2 separate regions of the Sus scrofa genome follow, and region 2 is linked to region 1. A link is a contact called in public HiChIP or PLAC-seq data. All regions are on one chromosome and are shown on one strand. The core of a region is the stretch at or near the end of the contact, and the rest is flanking DNA. Distances in the headings are between cores, read along the strand shown.

Region 1 (3,700 bases), core at 1,023-3,522:
AAACAACAGCTGAAGTTTAGAGGCTTTTCTGGTACCTTTGGTCTTTTCCTTTTTGAATTCATCTTCTTTTATATCCTCATTCCTCATCCTCACTTCTGTGCTGCTATTTATGCTTCCTTCTACATGCCTTCTTTCCCACTTCTGTTTTCTCATGTGCATGACAAATATTAAGCAGCTTTCCTTCTAACCTTGCCTAGAGTTTAAGGCCAATGTCAACCATCTCAAAACGAATCACGATTCTACTTAAAGGAAAAAAAAAGAAAAGTAACACAAAGGAAGAAACCTGGTTTCCATCAAATACTCACCTTTCTTTACTAATGTATTCTTTACAACCAAGAATTAATTTTTTAATGCGACCTAAAATAAAAACCCCTCTTCTTTATAGAATAAGGTTACATCAGATGATGAATATCACTCACAGAACAAATGTCTACTGAGGAGTAGTTATGTTTCTGACATTGTAAGAGCAACCAAAGAGCACATATTCCAGTGAACTTTGGAAGACCCACTGAAGGCATTACATTGTTAAAAAATGGACTGTGTGCTCTATAATTCTCTTATGTTTTAAATAAACTTCTGACCAACTTAATATGTTAAACTATTAACACTTCATTTTTTCTTGGTCTATTCTAACTTAAACACAATGAGTTAGAACAGTCCCTTACTTATACCATTTCTCACACTCTACTTTAACTCTTTTTTGGCTGCTGTCCCCTCCCTCCCCCAACTAGAGTGGAAGCTCACTGAAAGAGGGCGCACATCCTGCTTTGTCTGCCTCCTGCCTGGCATGAGCTTTGCTGAAGTGATGGATGAATAAACAACTCAACTCCTTATAGAGTACAGAGCCTAACTCCCAGAGAGGGGCTCTGGCACCCCACTCCCATTGCTTCAGTCTTCTTTCACACGTTTGTCTGCTCCAGTCTGGCTGTTTCCCATTTACAAACATATCTCTCTCCCTCAACTGCTACCTCCTTTCACAAAATGGCTTTACTGCCTGCCAGGAAGTTCGGACTTAACCTTAAACCACAATCATAATTGCCAATTGTCTCCTTGATCCGTATTATGTACAATCGCTTGGTTTGGTTTTATGTTCACCCATGCTCTTTATTCAAGAATATGACTTCCTTGAGGGCAGAAACACAATCTCTCTGTGAGCCATAACTGTCTTCTACATCCCAGGGTCTGAATCATCCTAGACTCTTTGAATCATTATACTCCTTTCCACAAAATTTAGACGCTACCGAAAGATCTAACAAAAAACTCTCAAGGGAAAGAACGAAAAGGTATGCTTGTTAAATAAGGAAGACATAGACTTGACAAAAACGAACAAAAAAACCTCAAGTGTTAACAAATTAGAACTTTGGGAAGAAAAGAGACTCTCAAGTAAATAACTACACTTCCAGAGTTCTGAGAGTTCCATATTTATACACTAACAGTAGTGAAAAGATTAAAAAATAAAAGCAGATTTCACTAACATTCTGATGTATCAGTTTTAAAACAAGGATTGGAAGTGTTAAAAAATAAAGATATGTTGATAGTATACTTTATACACTGTCTTCATCAATAAGAGACTTTTGGAAGATTTAGAAGAATTCACAGTAATAATGCAACTTTCAAGTGGCACCAACTTAGCAAGTTTTATCAGCACCATAAAGATATAATGGAATTAAGACCACTCTATTATGGAAAGTGAGAGAAAAATCTTAGATTCTAGGGAACAGACCGTTCATACTTTTAGCATACATGGATAAAGAAAGAATTAAAGCCATCTCTTAACATCTTATATCTAGAGGATGATTTTTTAAATGCAGCAAATTTAGCTCCAATTTTACAATGAACAGTTTTGCTTGAGTGGCGATAAGACATGGTTTGGGATAAGAACCATTCAGAATCTGGCCTTTGCAGTGGTGGGACACACCTGTTCTGAAATTAAAGCAATGGAATTCCAATACCCAGATGAGTAAAGAAATTTGGGTTGGAAAGCGGTAAAACAGACTTGAATCTCTGACCCGTATCAATGACCTCTTGTGGCAATCTAGCAGACCACCGGTTCTACAGACACCAGAAAGATCCCCCAAGAAAAAGATGGAGGAAAGTGCAACTTGGAGAAAGGGAGACAAAGAGTTAATTCACTCTGCCAACCCAATCTCCTTCTCAAAGTCTCTGTCCTCTATGGTAGCTTGCCACGTTCCACCCAACAGCAGCTGCTCATGATAATCAATGTCTGACAGATCAGAGAAAGCCCTTAATGTGTCGCCAAGGGGCAGTTCAACAGATGGCATGGTGACTTACAACCAGAATCATTAATTACACTCTCTTATTAGTCCCAGGGCACAGTGCTGAAAATGCTTCCTCAGTGAAAGACGGGCATTTCAGATAAATGACCGTCTGGTACTGCCTGTGAAACTCCCTTTAGGATTTCTGGTCAGTGTCGATTTCTAAATCTGAGCCGTACTATTTTTACAGCCGTTTCCCAGCTTCCACTTTCAAGCTGGCTAGGAATATGAAGTTCCCACTACCACTACCCATCACAGCTCCTGTAATCATTGCAGGTAATGACGTGGTAAAAAGTGCCCATCCTTCATTTCCCTGCACAAGTCAGAGGAAAGGCAAATACAATCCTGTCAGCCCCTGAGAGAGCTGCATTCCCCTCCCCTCCCTGGTTTACTCTGCTGTTTCTTGTAATAGGTGACTGATTCTCCAACTCAAACCTGTTTTCCCTTCCTGTACCACTGGCTGCAACTCTTCTCCATGTCTCTTTGAAAAAAAGAAGAGTAGACACTCCTAAAAAGGAAGCCTAGCAGCTTGAAGCAAGTAAAAGTTCCCCAATGTCCACCCTGAAGATTCAGTTATGGCAGAGGACTAAGCACTGAAGATAAACCACCATGTAATTAATTAAGAAGCCAAGAAAAATGCATGGAGAGAAACTAGTTCTGAAGCCCCTCCTCAAGGGCACTCAGACAATGTCAACTCAGGGTAGAAATTTGTTCTTTCTCAACAGTTGGAGAATTGGGCTCCGTGAGCATTATTATGTTTATGTGGAATTTTAGAACAGACTGCAGACAGAGCTTGGAGGCAGACTACTTATTGGTCTTAGCAGGGATACAAGATGGATATAAATCTCGATATAAGCCAAAAGAAAGAACATTTTACCCATTTCCTGAATATTACCAAACAATCATTCTTTGGCTTTGCTGAGTGTCTCTTTACCTCAATCCACAACTTTTTTTTGTTTTTTGTTTTAAAAAAATTTCAAATTAAAGCAACAATAAGACCCTCAATGCTGTGATTTCAGACTTCATTGTTTTCTATATTTCCATTTGTTCTTTCCTGGATATATAAAAACATGACCTCAATTTTCAACTACATTCAAGTAATTACAACATCTGATGGATATTCTCATCTCGTGAATCTTTTTTTTTTTTTTTAAAGAAAAAAAGATGTTATTAAGGCATAATAAAAACCTCCTAATGTAGGCTATAGGAAAGGAAACTTGGGAAGTCTGGGTCTGCCTTGCAAGGTACTCACTTCTAGTTTTTTCTCCTTTTCTGACAAAACATCTTTCTGGTTCTGGGTGTATTCCACCAACATCCGAGCCAGCTGGCGTCGGTCTTCCAGTTCTGCCGCCAGGCGCCCGTTATATTCAGCTAGTAACAGACACGCTTCATCTACTGTTTTTGAAAGACGTTCAGCTGCCTCT
Region 2 (3,836 bases), core at 1,273-3,772, 93 kb before region 1:
TGATGACGCCAGCACTGAAAAATTATAGGTGCATTTATTGAGCACATACTGTGTGCCCCCTCCCCCACTGCACAGCCATTATCTCTAATTCCCAGAGGTGGGCACTCTTACTACACCCATTTTGTAGATGAGGATATTGAGGCTTAGAGAGATCTAGTCACTTGCCCAGGATCACAGAGCCAAGAGTGACCTCAGCCGTGCTCCGCACCGCACTTCTCCAGCACGGGGGGATGAGGGCCTTCCTGTACTCTCTGGGGACCTTGCGCCCAGGATCACCCTCCCTGGGCCTCTGTTTCCCACTCAGGAAAGGGTTTTGAGGCCTCACTTTCCCAGTGAGGTAACATATAGCAGCAGATAGGAAAACTGAGGCCAGAGTGAGGCAAAGGCCCGCCGGTCCCTGAGCCTGAAATCCAAGTCTTCCAGCCTGGGGCCCGAGCTCTACCAGCCACTTCTTGGAAACCCGTTCTGACGCTGAGCTGCCCTGTCCTGGCCTTGCGCAGGGCCCTGCATCACTTAGGTGGTCAGAGTTCCACAGAAACGGGGAGAGGAAGGAAGAGGAGGAAGCTGACTAGGTCGGGGACTGGTCCGGGGCTTGCTGCCAAGCAAGTCCCAAGCCAGGCACCAGGAAAAACCTGCTGGGTTTTCTAAAAAGACTCCAGTGGATACCTGGCCTCCAGGGAGCTCCCGGGTGGGGTTCTAAAGGGAGATGGTAGCATGTCATTTTCAAATGGGACAGAAGGGACAAAGACAAAACCCGTCCTTTCCTCTAGGGCAGGGCTGACTCTTACAGCCACATGGAGCCTGCAGCCTTCCTTCTGCAAAGCCTGACTGTCCCCAGGCCTCCTGTTCCTCTTTGAGGTCCCTGTCCCTCAGGGCCAAGTTCTGGGACAGGTGGCATTTTAGCTCCAAAACTCAGAGATCCCGGTTATTGAGCACTCACTACATGCTATGGACCCAACCTTAGTCACTTTGGTTGAGTCTTACCCCAGGCCTCTCAGGGAAGGATTCTTGCCCCCATTTTGCAGAGGGAGAAACTGAGACCTGGAGAGCTGAAATACCTGCCCTTGGCTACACAGTGGGAACCCAAACCCTGGCTTTTTGACTGAAGTTCACTCACCCTGCTCCTTCCTCGGAGCCCTTGCCAGCTGCAGGGAACATTTTCTGCAACAACATCCCCTGTAAAATGGGGCGCTAATCATCCTGGAGCTATTTTAGGGGTCAGCGGGGCCCTGAGTTTGTTCACTAAGACCCCAGACAGGGCCCATTTGACTCAGGGACAAACATCCACTAAAAACGACACAGGTTTATTCCCTGTGCTGTGTCATAGGAACAGAAACTGGGGCTGATTTTGTAACCCAAAGCTATCAATAGATATGGAATTTATTCTGGAAAAAGGGTTGGGGGGGTAGGGGCACCTCACAGGCCCCTGCCTCTCCAAGGACCTTCCCTGCCCAGAACTCATGGTGGGTAAGAAGCATAAGATGCCAGGGGATGAGAGGGAGAAGACTGGGCAATGGACCCCCACCCCCCCAGGGTGCTAGGAGCGAGAGGTCAGAGGTCAAGTCCCTGAGACGGTGGCTTTCTTCCCTTCTGGAATGGGCTGGGCCTGTGAAGGACACCATCAGTGAAGGGCGGGAGGGGTAAGTGGGTGGATGGATGGGGGGTGAGTGGATGGACGAATGAATGATTAGATGGCTAGAGGGATGGGTGAGATAGGGAAATTGTCGGGGCTGTGCCACAGGCACGGGTGTGGTGTGTCTGTCTTTGCCGGTGTGTCTGCATGTCTGTACATGAATCCATGTCTGCGTGTGTGTCCATCTCCCAGTATGTGAACCTTTGGGTGTCTGTAGGTGCCCCACTCTGCTTTTGTGTCTGCCTCTGATGGCGTGCCGTCGTGTGTGACGGTGAGTTGGGTGCATCTGGACCTCTGCTTATTTGTGTGTGGTTCTTGGTGGGTGGATACCCGTCCTCCTGTGTGTCTGGCTGGCTGTCTCTGATTTTAATCTGATTTTCTGTCCATGTCATTGTGTTTGTGTGTCCAGGTTTATGTGCTGTATCTGTTGGAGGGTATCTGTGTCTCTACGTGTCCAACCCCTCTGTCTCTGACTGTGTGTCTGTGCCTGCTCCATATGTCTCTGTATCTGATTGTGTGTGTGTGTGTCTTCTGGATCCCGGTCAGCCCTGACTACGGGTCTATGTCTTTGTATCCAAGTATATCTGTACCTCCTGGTACAATCGCGAGTCTCTTTCTGCTCATGTGTTTCTGTGTCCAGGTGTCTCTGTTACCCAAGGTCTGAGTCTGTGTATCCAGGTGTGTCCGGTGTTCTGGCCTCTGTGTCCCTGTGGCTGCCATTCCGCTCCGTGCTCTGCCTGCTTCCGCAGGGGGCGCCCTTGCCCAACCCTCCCTAAATCCCTGGGCTCCTGCCCCCGGTGCGCCCCCGCCGGCTGGTGGAGAGTCAGCCGGAGCCCAGCCGGGGCCCGCCGCCTCCCCAGGTCCCGCCTTCCCGCGCGGCCCCGCCCCTGGCCCGCCCCTAAGCGGGCTATAAGTTCCCCGCGCTCCTGGCCTCTGCATTGCCAGCCGCCAGTGGTCTGCACTTGGAGGGTCCTGCCACCAGTTCGAGGAGCACGTCCACCACCTGACCATGGCCGAGGGTGAGTATCAGGGCCAGCGCCGCCGCCTCTGCTCAGGGGCCCCAGGTCTGACCATCCCTCCTCCGATGGTCCCACCGGGGCAGGCTGGGCTCAGTCCCCAAGTCCTGGATTTGGAGCATAGCAGGAGGGCTGGGCTGGGTGAGAGGTGCCTGGCTCCCAGGTCTGCTGGGGCCTTAGTTTCCCCATCCCCAGGGCACAGGCATTAACCCCTGCTTCCTTGGATCAGCTGAGACAATGCAACACGAAGGCGTGTTGAAAACCCCAAGGTACTCTGATAGGGACTGTTGTCACTCATCCTTAGTCAGTGAGTGGGGGCTGGCTCCCTGCTGTGTGCCAGGCATGAAGCTGTGCAGAGGGTGCTGGCCTGGCCTCAGATACTTACCCCTGGAGATGTACCCGCCAAGCCTGGGGGGCTGGAGAGGAGCTTTCAGCATCCTTTGAGGTAAGAGACTGAGTGCAGACTTGTTCTCCCAGGTCCCTCCTTGCCCTCAAGTTCTGCAACCCTTGTCCTTCCTTGGTCACTTGTTGAGTCTCAGTTTCCCCTCTTGTAAAACAGGGACAGTAATGCCCGCCCTTGGTGTGTCTGTGAGGCCTGAGAAGAATGAGGAAGGGGCTCAATTCATTTCCTACCTGTCCCCATGTGGGGCACACACACACACACACACACACACACACACACACACACACGGATAGGGCTACCATCCTGGAGGAGGGATTTCAATGATGGGAGATGCACCTGCACTAATGCTGCTGGACTGACTCATCCTGGCTGACTCTTGGGTCAAGTGCATTTGGAGATGACCTCTGTACCACCGCAGCCCCAGGAAGGAGGGTGGGCAGAGCGAATGTGGATGGGCACACGGGGCAGATGATGGAGCAGGAAAGAGCAGGAGGAACATAGGCCTGCCTCCCTGCCTGCTGTGTGATCTCGGACCCATTCTGCCCCTCCCTGGGACCCAGGTCCCCAACCCATGTGATCGAAAGCCAGCTCACGGCCGACTGTGATGTGTCACCTAGGTGACCACTTGTGCCCCATGCCGTTTCCCATCCCCTCCCCAAAGGTTGGGCCTCGGTAGGGCTGGGGGACCCTAGAGATGCCCTTTATGATGAGCCCTCTACCTCGTTACCAGAGTGGCCACTTCCTACACGGGTCCCAGTGGCCTGGAAGACCTCGGGGCTTTTCT

Evidence for each region. HiChIP or PLAC-seq counts read pairs in DNA pulled down with a chosen protein or histone mark.
Region 2: a contact with region 1 is called in an H3K27ac HiChIP or PLAC-seq map of skeletal muscle. The contact joins the promoter of TGM2 here to the enhancer-like site in region 1. A contact is called at or near these places in 3 of 5 promoter capture datasets (fetal liver, liver and skeletal muscle), 12 of 47 Hi-C or Micro-C datasets (alveolar macrophages, embryonic fibroblasts, fetal heart ventricle and 6 more) and 1 of 2 datasets of contacts at active chromatin or transcription factors (skeletal muscle).

The regions. Positions count from the first base shown.
Region 1 is chr17:41,127,328-41,131,027 of Sscrofa11.1, reverse strand. It overlaps RPRD1B (regulation of nuclear pre-mRNA domain-containing protein 1B), which reads right to left. Exons shown (of 7, transcript XM_021078140.1): 6 at 3,529-3,700. Among named protein-coding and RNA genes, the nearest start is that of TTI1, 35 kb to the right of the region's middle. Within about 2 kb of position 2,272, at least 7 of the 83 cell types and tissues checked have an H3K27ac peak or open chromatin away from gene starts, as enhancers often do. A contact at or near this core is called in skeletal muscle, where this site is marked.
Region 2 is chr17:41,220,372-41,224,207 of Sscrofa11.1, reverse strand. It overlaps TGM2 (protein-glutamine gamma-glutamyltransferase 2), which reads left to right and starts at 2,522. Exons shown (of 13, transcript XM_003359989.5): 1 at 2,522-2,652. The coding sequence starts at 2,643.